Linked DNA regions of Mus musculus: all the other regions are linked to region 4. A link is a contact called in public HiCAR-type and promoter capture Hi-C data. All regions are on one chromosome and are shown on one strand. Each heading gives the region's core, a stretch centred on a gene start, on an enhancer-like site or on the middle of the called end of the contact. The rest is flanking DNA. Distances are from core to core; before and after follow the strand shown. Region 1 has its middle 12 kb from the start of Gm32164. Region 2 has its middle 32 kb from the start of Gm32164. Region 3 holds the start of Tmem126b (transmembrane protein 126B). Region 4 holds the start of Ccdc83 (coiled-coil domain containing 83).

What was found. Promoter capture Hi-C pulls out the DNA fragments that hold promoters and counts their contacts. HiCAR-type assays count read pairs that join an accessible place to other places.
Region 1: a contact with region 4 is called in a promoter capture Hi-C map of the HPC-7 cell line, with 2.9 times the contacts expected there. The contact joins the enhancer-like site here to the promoter of Ccdc83 in region 4. A contact is called at or near these places in 8 of 39 promoter capture datasets (the 3T3-L1 cell line, the HPC-7 cell line, HPC-7-derived erythroid cells and 5 more), 1 of 115 datasets of contacts at active chromatin or transcription factors (craniofacial prominence) and 2 of 9 other capture datasets (adipose tissue and liver).
Region 2: a HiCAR-type map of fibro-adipogenic progenitors shows a contact between it and region 4, with 4 times the contacts expected there. The contact joins the enhancer-like site here to the promoter of Ccdc83 in region 4. A contact is called at or near these places in 11 of 39 promoter capture datasets (the 3T3-L1 cell line, embryonic stem cells, frontonasal cranial neural crest and 6 more), 3 of 484 Hi-C or Micro-C datasets (the G1E-ER4 cell line, the N1E-115 cell line and cortical neurons), 1 of 115 datasets of contacts at active chromatin or transcription factors (fibro-adipogenic progenitors) and 3 of 9 other capture datasets (adipose tissue, liver and macrophages).
Region 3: a promoter capture Hi-C map of neural stem cells shows a contact between it and region 4. The contact joins the promoter of Tmem126b here to the promoter of Ccdc83 in region 4. A contact is called at or near these places in 10 of 39 promoter capture datasets (the 3T3-L1 cell line, the HPC-7 cell line, hematopoietic stem and progenitor cells and 5 more), 2 of 484 Hi-C or Micro-C datasets (both in embryonic stem cells), 2 of 115 datasets of contacts at active chromatin or transcription factors (large pre-B cells and pro-B cells) and 2 of 9 other capture datasets (adipose tissue and liver).

The regions. Positions count from the first base shown.
Region 1 is chr7:90,073,524-90,076,263 of GRCm38.p6, reverse strand. No RefSeq gene overlaps it. Among named protein-coding and RNA genes, the nearest start is that of Gm32164, 12 kb to the right of the region's middle. Within about 2 kb of position 1,428, at least 31 of the 459 cell types and tissues checked have an H3K27ac peak or open chromatin away from gene starts, as enhancers often do. A contact at or near this core is called in the HPC-7 cell line, where this site is marked.
Region 2 is chr7:90,093,918-90,096,617 of GRCm38.p6, reverse strand. No RefSeq gene overlaps it. Among named protein-coding and RNA genes, the nearest start is that of Gm32164, 32 kb to the right of the region's middle. Within about 2 kb of position 1,302, at least 16 of the 459 cell types and tissues checked have an H3K27ac peak or open chromatin away from gene starts, as enhancers often do. A contact at or near this core is called in fibro-adipogenic progenitors, where this site is marked.
Region 3 is chr7:90,474,612-90,477,311 of GRCm38.p6, reverse strand. It overlaps Tmem126b (transmembrane protein 126B), which reads left to right and starts at 1,317. Exons shown (of 5, transcript NM_026734.2): 1 at 1,317-1,417. The coding sequence starts at 1,337. It also overlaps a transcript of Dlg2 not described here.
Region 4 is chr7:90,264,085-90,266,784 of GRCm38.p6, reverse strand. It overlaps Ccdc83 (coiled-coil domain containing 83), which reads left to right and starts at 1,353. Exons shown (of 11, transcript NM_183293.1): 1 at 1,353-1,461.

The DNA.
Region 1 (2,740 bases), core at 179-2,678, 190 kb after region 4:
GAGAGCCGCTGCTCTACAACATACTGTGTTGTGTGTGGCATTTTGGGATATTCTGTTTTATGGGTTTTGCACCCCATTTGTCTATAAAACATTTGTTCAATAAGTTAGATGCATTAAACGTACTTCCTGGTTATATTCATCTTGGGATGGTTTGATCAAGGTGTAACCCTAGTGTGGGTCAGGGAACATCCGTGTGGGTGTGCATGCTCTTCATCTTGGCCTCTATCCACTGCTTGGCTTCTAACAAGTCACAAAGCCTTTGAGCCAAAGACTAAGTACCAGAAAAACCTCTATCAAGGACAAAAGAAGGATCTTGTTGTAGTGGTTGATATATATATGTGTAAAACCAAAGAACTTCTGATTCATGTAGCTATCTCTTGCCTGGTTCAGAAGAAGGCATATCAATTTCTCTATGCACTTTTTCTGAGATACTTTTTCAGACAAAGGTGCAATATCCCAAGGCTATAGATGAGAAAATGAATACTTGGTCTTAGAGCTTTTTGACCCACAAGATGATTGGGGTGTGGGTGGGGTCAATGAGCTAATAGATAAGCTTAGACTCCTGCAAGGACAGGAGCATATGATTACACATTGCACAGGGAAGTTAGAGGGCCTAATTTAGATTCCTTCTGAGTTGATTCTTCCAAGAAGAGCCATAGCTCTTCCAGACAATAAAGAGCAAAGTATCCTATCCAAGGGACCTGCATGTAGGAGCACAAGCCAGAAAATACAGGAACTAGCAAATAAGTGTGTGGAAGAATTTGAAAGGAGAGATGGGGGCAGCATCAGGAGATGGACTGGACAATGAGCAAAGGCAGCTTGCTTTGAAGGAATCTACAAAGTCTGACAAGACATAAGTAAATAATCGTAACACTGTAGAAGATGGAATGGTCTTCAAAGGATCAAAAGAAGTTCAGGGCAGCTCAGAAAAGGGAGCCATGCCTTCCCACTAGGATAAAGGCTGTGTCAGTGATGCCAAGCTAGCTCCAGTTGGTCCTTTTCTTATGGCTGGAATTCAAGTAGATGTCAAAGACCTGCAATGTAATTATCTGCCTGACCGTGCTCCCCTTGAGTTATAAATATAACTTACTAGAGCTAATGTTAAAATGCTAACATACTATTTATGACACCTATTCCTATTATATAACACATCCCTCTGCTCTTCACCACTCTGTCTGCCAGTACCTAAAATGGTACCTGACATTTAAATGGTGATGCCTAAGTACTTGTTGAATCAGTCTTTCAAGTGATGTACTTTCACCTCAACAACTACACACTATGGATTCCTTTCTAGAAATCTGTTTGTTACACATCTAGAATTCTAACTTGGAAAGTGTGGTAACAGGGCAGCCAGATGCAACCAAGGAAGGCTGTATGCTGATGGCTCAGAAACTGCCCCTCCCTGTGCCAGCTGGAGTATTTGGGCGGAGGGAGGAAAGAAGTGTGGTTTAGTGAGAGTGTGCTGTTTCTGGGCGGGTGGCCTCAACCACTCCTTTTTGCATGGTTGGCTGCCCATGCCATCTTAGACCAGGCCAGCTATTCTGTCCTGTTCTTTGCCCACTGAAGAGGCTTTGAGAATTTTGAGTGAAAGCAGAAAGCATTAGCATCTTGGAAAGGATGTAGTTGGAGCACTTGTGGCCTTGCTTGGCACTTTCAGAGCTCTGCTTTTGTAGAGAGGAAAGACTGTTCTGCCCACAAACTTAGCAACTTGCAGCCACTGCTTGGAAGGTAACATTTAAACATGTTTGATTACCATCTCCAATAGAGCCTCAGTGAATACGATTACTAGCCCTGTGTGGCCTTCTTTTTTTAATGATTCCAGTTCTGTTCAATTTTAGGTTCAGGTGTGAAAATTTTGGGCATACACAGATTGTATTGTGAACTAAAAGAGGCTTGTCTTATATTCTGAGTTTTCACAATGTATTTTTCTTGCTGCTCCTTGAACAGTTTGAAACCCTTCTGTATTTAGAAAACAATAGAGAAAGTGGTCTTTCTTAGTGGATTTACCATCTCCACACCCATGGGAAAAATCTGATCTTTCCCCTCCATTTCTTATGCCACTCCATTCTTCAGTCGACCTAAGATTATTCACACACGTGTCTCTTCTTGTCCCACATATAGACAAGACTCTCAGTATGGGTTATTTTACTAGTCTCTAATCTAACCTCCCTGGCCTCAAGATCCTTTTATCAAGACAGTCTTTACACTGCTCTCTAACTAAACTCCTTACAAGACAGTCTGGACTGTGGCTGATTATCACACGGGAAATAAAGTTCGAAACTTGCAGACAGCAATTGGACATGGAAAATGAGTAGAATAAAAACATTTATAAAATAAATCAACTATATTACATAAAAGTTACTGTCCAAAAATCTACCCCCCAAAAAATAGGCCCGGGAGTCTGGCTTTAACAGTACACCAGTTACCTAGTTCTATGTAGGCCCTAACTCCAGCATGTGCTTGTGTGTGCATGTACGCGTAGAGAGGTGTCAGTGTAAAAACGGTTGTTATGTCATTAGGGTTCCAAGCAAACTATTCAATGTAGAGTTTGTGAGTACCTTACAGGATATGTACAATAAAAAAAAGAAATGTTCTAAAATACCAGTAAACAAATTAGGAAAGTCATTAAAATCTAAAACAAATGTATAGTAATATACTTTCATTCCTGTCCTTGAAGTGACCCAATAAGCAAAGACTCCCATAGCTAACAGCTATATGCTTCCAATGTACCAGAATATGT
Region 2 (2,700 bases), core at 53-2,552, 170 kb after region 4:
AAGCATTATAATTATTTACAATGTGACTTTCAATCAAAACCTTTCAATATTTTAGAAACACCATATAAAAAGAACAAGTATTTGGTTTGAAGAGAGGTAGTATATTAATTTATGTTTCTTTCTGTAAAAAAAAAAAGTAAAATGCAACATTAAATAAGACAAAAAACTAGAGATCTAGTTACCTCTGTACTTAGCATTGTCAAAGAACAGAAAAGACAAATTTTCAACTAAAAGCACTTCATTGAAAAACAGAATCAAAAGACCATTGCCAAAATTACACTCTATATACAACAAGTTTATCTCTATTTAGTTATTTATTTTAAATTAAGATCTCGTTCTGAAGCCCAGGCTCACGTGAGACTCATGATGTAGCCTGTGCTGGCCTCAGTCTGACAGCCACTTCTCCTGCCTCAGCTACCAATTGTTGGGATTACAGATGTGAGCCAAGCTTATGCCAAATTCCCAACTGCCTCACCGGCAGGGATTTCTCTGTGTATCCAAGATGATCCTTCTAAAAGTCTGGACCTAGTTTTCATTATGCAGACAACCCAGCCACAGAAGCCAAGCCGTATTTTAAGACTGCAGTATTTACTAATGGATGTCTGGCTAGAAACAGTGTTGGCAGAATCCTGGCAGAGGCGTCAACTCTCTCTAATGATGTGGAACTGGGCTGCATAATTATGTCCACTTGGATTAAGTCTAGTCAAGACTGTCATGTTTTGCAATGGAACCAGAAACAAGCACCCGCCCTGTGCCACAGTGCTGGGATTTTCCTACAATGACATCAGAACATGAGAACTTGTTCAAACATTCCCAAAATCTTCACTCTAGCCATTTATTTCATTTTGGGGCTTTCTTTGGGGAAAAAAAAACTGGCTTCAGATAACATTTTTGTTTTATAGAACACTTTGGTCTAAGGATGGTATATTCCATAAATATGATCCCAGATCAGAGAAAAAAAGTGCTTTGGAAAGAAATGCTCTGTACTCTTCTTGAAGATATATTAACACATTCTTAATATAGAAGGACACTCCATCTCACACGTACCTCCTGCTCCAGAAAAAACAATTGCCCATTTTGCATTGTTGATTTCCTTTCTAGATGTTTCTGAGATTTCAAGCATCCATGTTTCTTTGTCACTAAGGAATAAATACAAGGGCTGGGAAGAAGGACCTGTAAAGTACTTGCCACACTTATGAGGACCTGAACATGATCCTGTCAGTGACCACAGAACAAGCTACAGAGCTGGACACAGCCTCGGTCGGGGGCCTTTGATCCTAGCACTGAGAGAGAAGCTGGAGACATGAGGAAGTTCACCGGAGTTAGCCGGCTAGCTGGGATGGCTGAATAAGTGAGCTCCGGGATCAAGGTCTCATCAGATAATAATTGTGTTTTTATTAGAGCTGGGACATTGACATTTGAATATCTGCATTTGAAAAGCTCTAGTCCTGCCAAGGTTTCTATAATGCATCTCCCTTTCAAAATAAGTGGTGACTGCCCTCTGGCAGGTAGGGGGTAAAGACCAATTAGGAAAAACACTGGACACCAACTTCTGGAGAGAGAGAGAGACAGAGACAGAGAGAGACAGAGACAGAGAGAGACAGAGACAGATAGAGACAGAGACAGAGAGAGACAGAGAGAGAACCACAAAAGGGGAGAGGGGATGAGGGGATGAGAACACTCATGTGGTTGCCTGGACACGGTTACTGTATGTGTTAGCTAGCTTAATGTCAACTTGCCCCAATCTATGGTCATTTTAGAAGAGGGAACCTCAACTGAGAGAATGCCCCCAACCAGATTGTCTCGTGGGTAAGTCTGAAGTGCATTTTTGGCTGATCTGGCTCACTGTGGGCGGTGCCATCGCTGAGCTGTAGTCCTAGATGCTACAAGAATGCAGACTGAGCAAACCATGTGAATAAGCTAGCATTCAGCACTCCTCCCGGGCCTCTGCTCTAGTTCCTGCCTCCAGTTTCCTGCCTTGAGTTCCTGTCCTGATTTCCTTAAATGATGGGCTCTGACCTGAGAGCTACAGACTGAAATACAGCTCCTTCCTCCCCGAGCTGCTTTTGATCCTGGTGTTTTTATCACAACAATAGGAACTCCAACTAAGGCTTCTGTGTCAGACTCCTGGAAAAACATATTTCTGTCTACTAAAAGAGTTAAATTGTAAATTCAGATATGTGGAAAAGCATTTGATTTTATTTGAATTCAAGTCATGCATGCAGCCTTAGGAAATGAAAATTAATAAAGCATTAGGCAAGGAAAGTGAAGAACAGCAAGCCTTTCAAATGGAAATCCCTAGAATAAGGGACTAACTCTTATTATTATATTAACACTATTCAGGATTGAAAATGTTGATAGTATTGTCAGATTTCTTACCCTTCTGCCTAGTTTCCAGGCCTCTGAAAGATGCGACATCACAGACTTCCGAAGTGGACTATGAAGTGAGGATGCTGAAGAAATATATTTTTGTAGATTGCTACTAAACAGTATCTTTATCCTGTACTAATTTAATGCCAATGCACATGAAACATTTTAAATATTTGGATATGTTAGAACTATTCATGATCTGAACCCAAATATTATGACTGTTTCAAGTGAATTGGAATTTTTATCTGAAGCAAGAACAACTCTGTCTCCCTCACTTCCTCACCTCTCCCCCTCTGAGACAGGAAGCACGCAGCATAGGCTAGCCTCAAA
Region 3 (2,700 bases), core at 68-2,567, 210 kb before region 4:
GCCCCCTTCTATTTACTGGTTCTGTTTCTCGCCCCTCAGTAAAACACTATCCAGCTTGTCACTTTCCTATTTTTCTTCTGTGGTCTCCAAGCCCCCAAGGCTTGATCCTTAATGCCCCTCAGATCCTGATCCTCCTGTGTATTAACTGAGAGGATTGAAAAGAAGGAAGGCAATCCCTTGGCATGGAGACATTAAAGTGACAGTGCTATTCAATGGGCACTTGATGCAGGATGATTTGGCGAAGCAGACTTCTTCACACTGGAGTCATTCACATCATGCCATCTCTTCGCAAACAAGCAGCTTCCTATCCGGCGAAGAAAAACACTGAGGCTGCTGGAAAGGAGAAACCAAACCTTCCCCAAAAGGTGTTTTCAGAGACGCTGTAGTAGTATTAGGCATGCAATCACACACTATGCAAATAGTCCGCGATTTCCTAAATGAGAGTGCAGCTGTTTGGCTTCCACATCCACCCTTTCTCAGTCTCTCTCCAATCTACCCACCTTCCTTTTGCAGAAAAGACATTTCTCTGCCACCGCTGGCCACCCCTGCCCACACCCCGATCTTATACAGAAGAGCACCGAAATGTCCTGCACCCTCCAAGCGATGAAGTGTTTCCTCGGGCAAGAGAAACAGCAGCACTAGAAATTATATAACTCTCGAATTTGGCTTGCCTAAGACATGGAGACTGGAGGGTCGGGGGTTGCGGGTCTGGCAGACGCTGCTGGGCATTTCACGTGCACGGAAGCGCGCCTGGCCTCCTCGCAGCACCATCCACCCCTAAAACACTGGCCGACCAGGGCTCTTCGGGGGAGCAGGGAAAAGGGATATTTCTAACTGAACCCTTTCCAAGCGGGGCTTGAGGGTGGACTATGGGGACTGAAGACTGTAGAGAGCAGGCTAGCCCGTGCTGCTGTGGCCGCGCCGGGGAGACGGGCTGGAGGCTCTGAGGAGGAACCTTAGAAACCACAGCCTTAACACACCGACCGGGCCGAAGGAACTACCAGGGCTCGGTTACCCCAGCCGCCCTGAGAAGAAGGCGCGCAGCAACAGGCCTGCGCCCGAACCGCCCCTGGTTCCCTTCAGGTTGGCCAGGCTGACAATTTGGCAGAGGACAAGGCAAGGCTGGCTAGGGGCGGGCCCCTGACCCTGAGCCTTCCTCGGAGCCAATGAGAGATCGCACTTCTGCGACGCCACGCCCAACCTCCGCCCGGCTGGAGGGCGCGGCTTTTGACTGGGTGGGGGAGTACCGGACTAAAGGTACGAGCTGTCAGACAGCTGCAAGTCCCGCCCCAGGCGCTCCGGCCACGCCCTCCTGTCAGTCACGTGAGGCGCTAAGATGGCGGCGTCCCAGCGACCAAGTTGGTCCGAGTCGAAGGTTGCTGGTGTTGTGCAGGAGGGAAATAGGGAAGCACCCCAGGTAGGCGGAAATCTAGGGTGGTGTGGGTCGCCTCCTCGGAGATGATGCACGTGAAGGATTTGAGCAAATAGAACCGAACCCGACTTTATGTAGAGTGTAATCAAATCTCTAGTTCCGAACAGCGTAGACCTGAAGTCTACGCCGATTAAATGCAGCTTGTTTCTCTTTCTCGAGGACCTTTCTTCAATTACAAATACTTTATCGCCTTACCCCACCCGGCCCGACCTCCAGTTCTCTCATTCTGTTTAAGTCTCCTGCATTTTATTGATTTGATGTGTTCTGACTTAACGCAAGGTTATGATGGCTTCTTGAATGCATTCACTTTTTTGATTACCCGAGAACCTAATATCCACCACGGCTGGACAAATCATGTTGAATAAAATTCTGAAGGTCAAATAATACACTTAAAGATACAACACACACACACTTTGCAGGCCATACGCCCACACAAATGCACTTAACGTGTATAAGGATGGTGATCTAATCAGTTGAGTGACTTTGAACTTCCTTAACTCTCAGATTAAACGTTGGTTGTGGCAAAAATCTTCATTTTCAGTTCTTGCTGAAAGACTTCCTTGGAATCTGATGATGGAGCACTTGTCAGGCCTGAAGCCCAGGCGTCTATACCAACAGCACAAAAATAAGTTAAAACAAAACAAAACAAAAAACTCTGGGCAAGTTAATAATCTATATCTCCTTAATTAAGGAGAGTGTAGTGAAACCCTTGCAAATGCCAGATGCCAAAAATATTTGCTGTTGCTTTTGATTATTTCAATATTGACTGTCCTGCAGCCATAATTGTGGGTACCCTTTTCCCCAAAGCTGTCTTAAAGGCCTGGAAATTTTCTGTGGGTGGTGAAGAGGGCTGTTCAGGGAATTGGATGAGAACAGAACAAAAATTTCTCTACGTTTTTTTGATTAGCCATGATGCTATTAATATCTGCCTTCATCGTACACTAGATGGATTGGTTAGAGAATCCTCCTTAGAAAATACTATTTCTTCTTCCATTTTTCCATTTGGATAGCAGAAGGAGGGGGGAGCAAAAGATGTAAGTCTAGTCCCCCCCAAAAAAATATAATTTGTAAAGTATTTTATGCCTGCTCTGCCCACCCCCCTTCTCAGCTATCTTAAAGAACTGACTTAAATGCTGTGTTGTATTAAGGCAGAAATACTGGTCTTTTGATCAATTGTATACCACCTTAAGAAGATCAAGGAACCCATTCTTTGTGTGTGTTGATTTCCTGGAGTCAGGCTCCATTTTTTTTTTCATTAATTTTAGGCT
Region 4 (2,700 bases), core at 104-2,603:
AAAAGCCAGTAGCCTCCAACCAGACCAACGACTCGTTGCAAGTAAAGATGTATAACACGCTGTGATACACTACAGCTTCCACTAGGCATTTTTGGAGGGCAGGTGGCTTGTTTGTTTGTTGTTGTTGTTTTGTGTGGTTGGTTGGTTCGTTTGGGTTTTCGAGATGGGGTTTCTCTGTATAGCCCTGGCTGTCCTGGAACTCAGAAATCCACCTGCCTCTGCCTCCTAAGTGCTGGGATTAAAGACATGCACCACCACTGCCCGGCCTGATTTTTTTTTCAATTGTAATTTTTTTGTTGTTGTTATCTTGTGTGGTGGGAGGTTACAAAGGCCAAGGATGAGTATGAATGGATGGGGAAATGAGAGGGATTGGGGTGCATAATGTAAAATTCACAAAGAACCAAAAAAGGTTTTTAAAAATTCCTTACTATGTTTTAATCTATTTTTTAAGCCAACTAGATCACTTGGAAGTGAGTCGGAGGCCTAAAAGAGCCTGGCTTCTGACTTCCCAGGCCAAAAAAAGAAAATTACTGGAGTGTAATGAGAGAAATGGGAGGCTTTAATAGACTGCCTTCAGGATGAGGCTGAACTGCACTATATTGCTTTGTTAAACGCTTAAAAGTAAAATGAGAAGACAGATGCAAAGACTTCAGTGCCTCAAGTTGCCCTGTGAGCACTTGAAGAGTTAAACCAAGCTGACAAACGCAGACAGAAAAGCAGAGCACCTCTGTCACAGGAGTTCTGCCCCTTCCCACACCCGGGGAGTTGTTTTGAAATCACAGAGGAGTCATTTTATATCAGCAAATATAAGCTTGCAATGACCCGAGCGAGGCATGCGCACAAAGCTGGAGTCCTATTTACATACACCACCTTCCAAGCACAGAGAATTCGAAAAGAGGAGAGAGAGGCCTTGGGGGAAAAGAAGAAAGGACTGGACCACTGCCCTAACCTCTGCATGCACTCCCTCACCCGCACTATTCCTCATATGCCCGCCAGGTGGCGCGCGCGAATCGCCATGGTGCCTAAACCAGAATGGGATAGTAGATGAAGATGCCAGTCGCTTTGAAAACAGCGGGAAGTGACCCGGATGGGGTTGGAAGGGAGGGAGGGAGAGTGCTTTGGGCTATTTGTACTTGAGAACCACCAGCCCACAACCCGGAATTCTCACCTGAAAACGCTGGAGACGATACTGGGAGAAAGCTAACATCCTTGTGTGACCTCTGACTTCTTCAGTCTGCCCCCAAAACTTTATAGGAACCCTCCCCCACTACAGCGGACACGCCCTCCTCTTGATTTGCCCTGACACGAGATGGGCCTGGGGTCGCGCCCTCTGGTTTTTCCCTCGGAGCGTTGTTCCTGAGCGGTTAAGAACTGTTGAGAAGGGTTCTCCAAGCCGTGCCCCTCTTTCACCACTCTGGAGACAGGGATACCTGCCTGGTTTTAGCCGCCCTAAACTTAAAGGTTTGTAACCTTCAGGGTGTCCTAGCGCAGTCTCTTAACTCAGTAGATGCCCAGCCCTCTGATGCAGTAGTCCCCCTTTATCAGTTTCAGGTACCTGAGGATCTTTGTGATGGATGGGCTTAAGGGGTGGGTATTAAATGGAAAATGCCTGAAATAAGCATTTTTGTTTAAGTAACGTTTGTCATATCTGATAACTGTTCTATTCCAGTATTATTAATCTTTAATTTATACTAAGTTTTGTTACAGGTTTATAGGTACACAGTACGGAAGGGGGCGGAGGCTGTGATGGCATCTATAATGATTGGTAGTATCCCAAGACTCAAGCATCCCTTTGGTGTCTTGGAGTCCCAACCTCACAGAATAAGTAGACCTTTGTGTTGCTGTCTACCACTCCACAATTTCCTCAAAGCTTTATGAATACTCTTAACAGTTCTGAAACGAGATGGAAAAGATGGAGAAAGAAACTGGGGGTCAGACAGGACCAAAACCTGTGCTGAACTGACTTAGTGGGGAATCAGAGGTTCCACTTCTCCTTCCTTCTCCTAGTGTCCCCAGTGGTTCCCAAGCTGAGGAAAGCTTGATACCTCCAAAAGATGTGTGACAATGTCATTCATCTACATGTTTCTAAACACATAGATCTCAACAAACGGTTTTAATGGTACTTTTCTAAAATGAATAAGCTTTGCATTTTCACACTATTTGGGACTATGTACATATATATAGTCTATATGAAAAGACGTGTGAAGGATTTTAAAGTAATTTTAGATGGAATTACCACTTGTAAAAGGACTTAAGTAAATCAACTTCATTTTGTTTTAACGCTGGAGTGCATTTCTGATTCTGTTAACAGTGCATTCTAGTGAGACAGAAAACCTTCTCTAGGTCAAAAAGCGTTCCTGGCATAAATGAACACTTGAATTCCAAAGAATTTTGCTGGGATGGGGAGATGACTCAGTGGGGAAATGTGAGCTGTGTGAGTATATAGACCAGGTTCTAGATCCCCAGTGCCCATAGAAACGTTGGGACGGTGGGCATGGTGGAATCGCAGTGTCTGGGAGGCAGAGATGGATCCCAGAACCCACTGACTAGCTGGACTCGCTGAGTTAGCAAGCTATAGGTCCAAGTGTGAGACCTTGCCTCAACATACACTGCAGAGGGCAGTTAAAGAAAACATCCACTGTCGACCTGTACACATGCACCTGCTCCCACACATGTCTACACACATGCAAACACATGCAC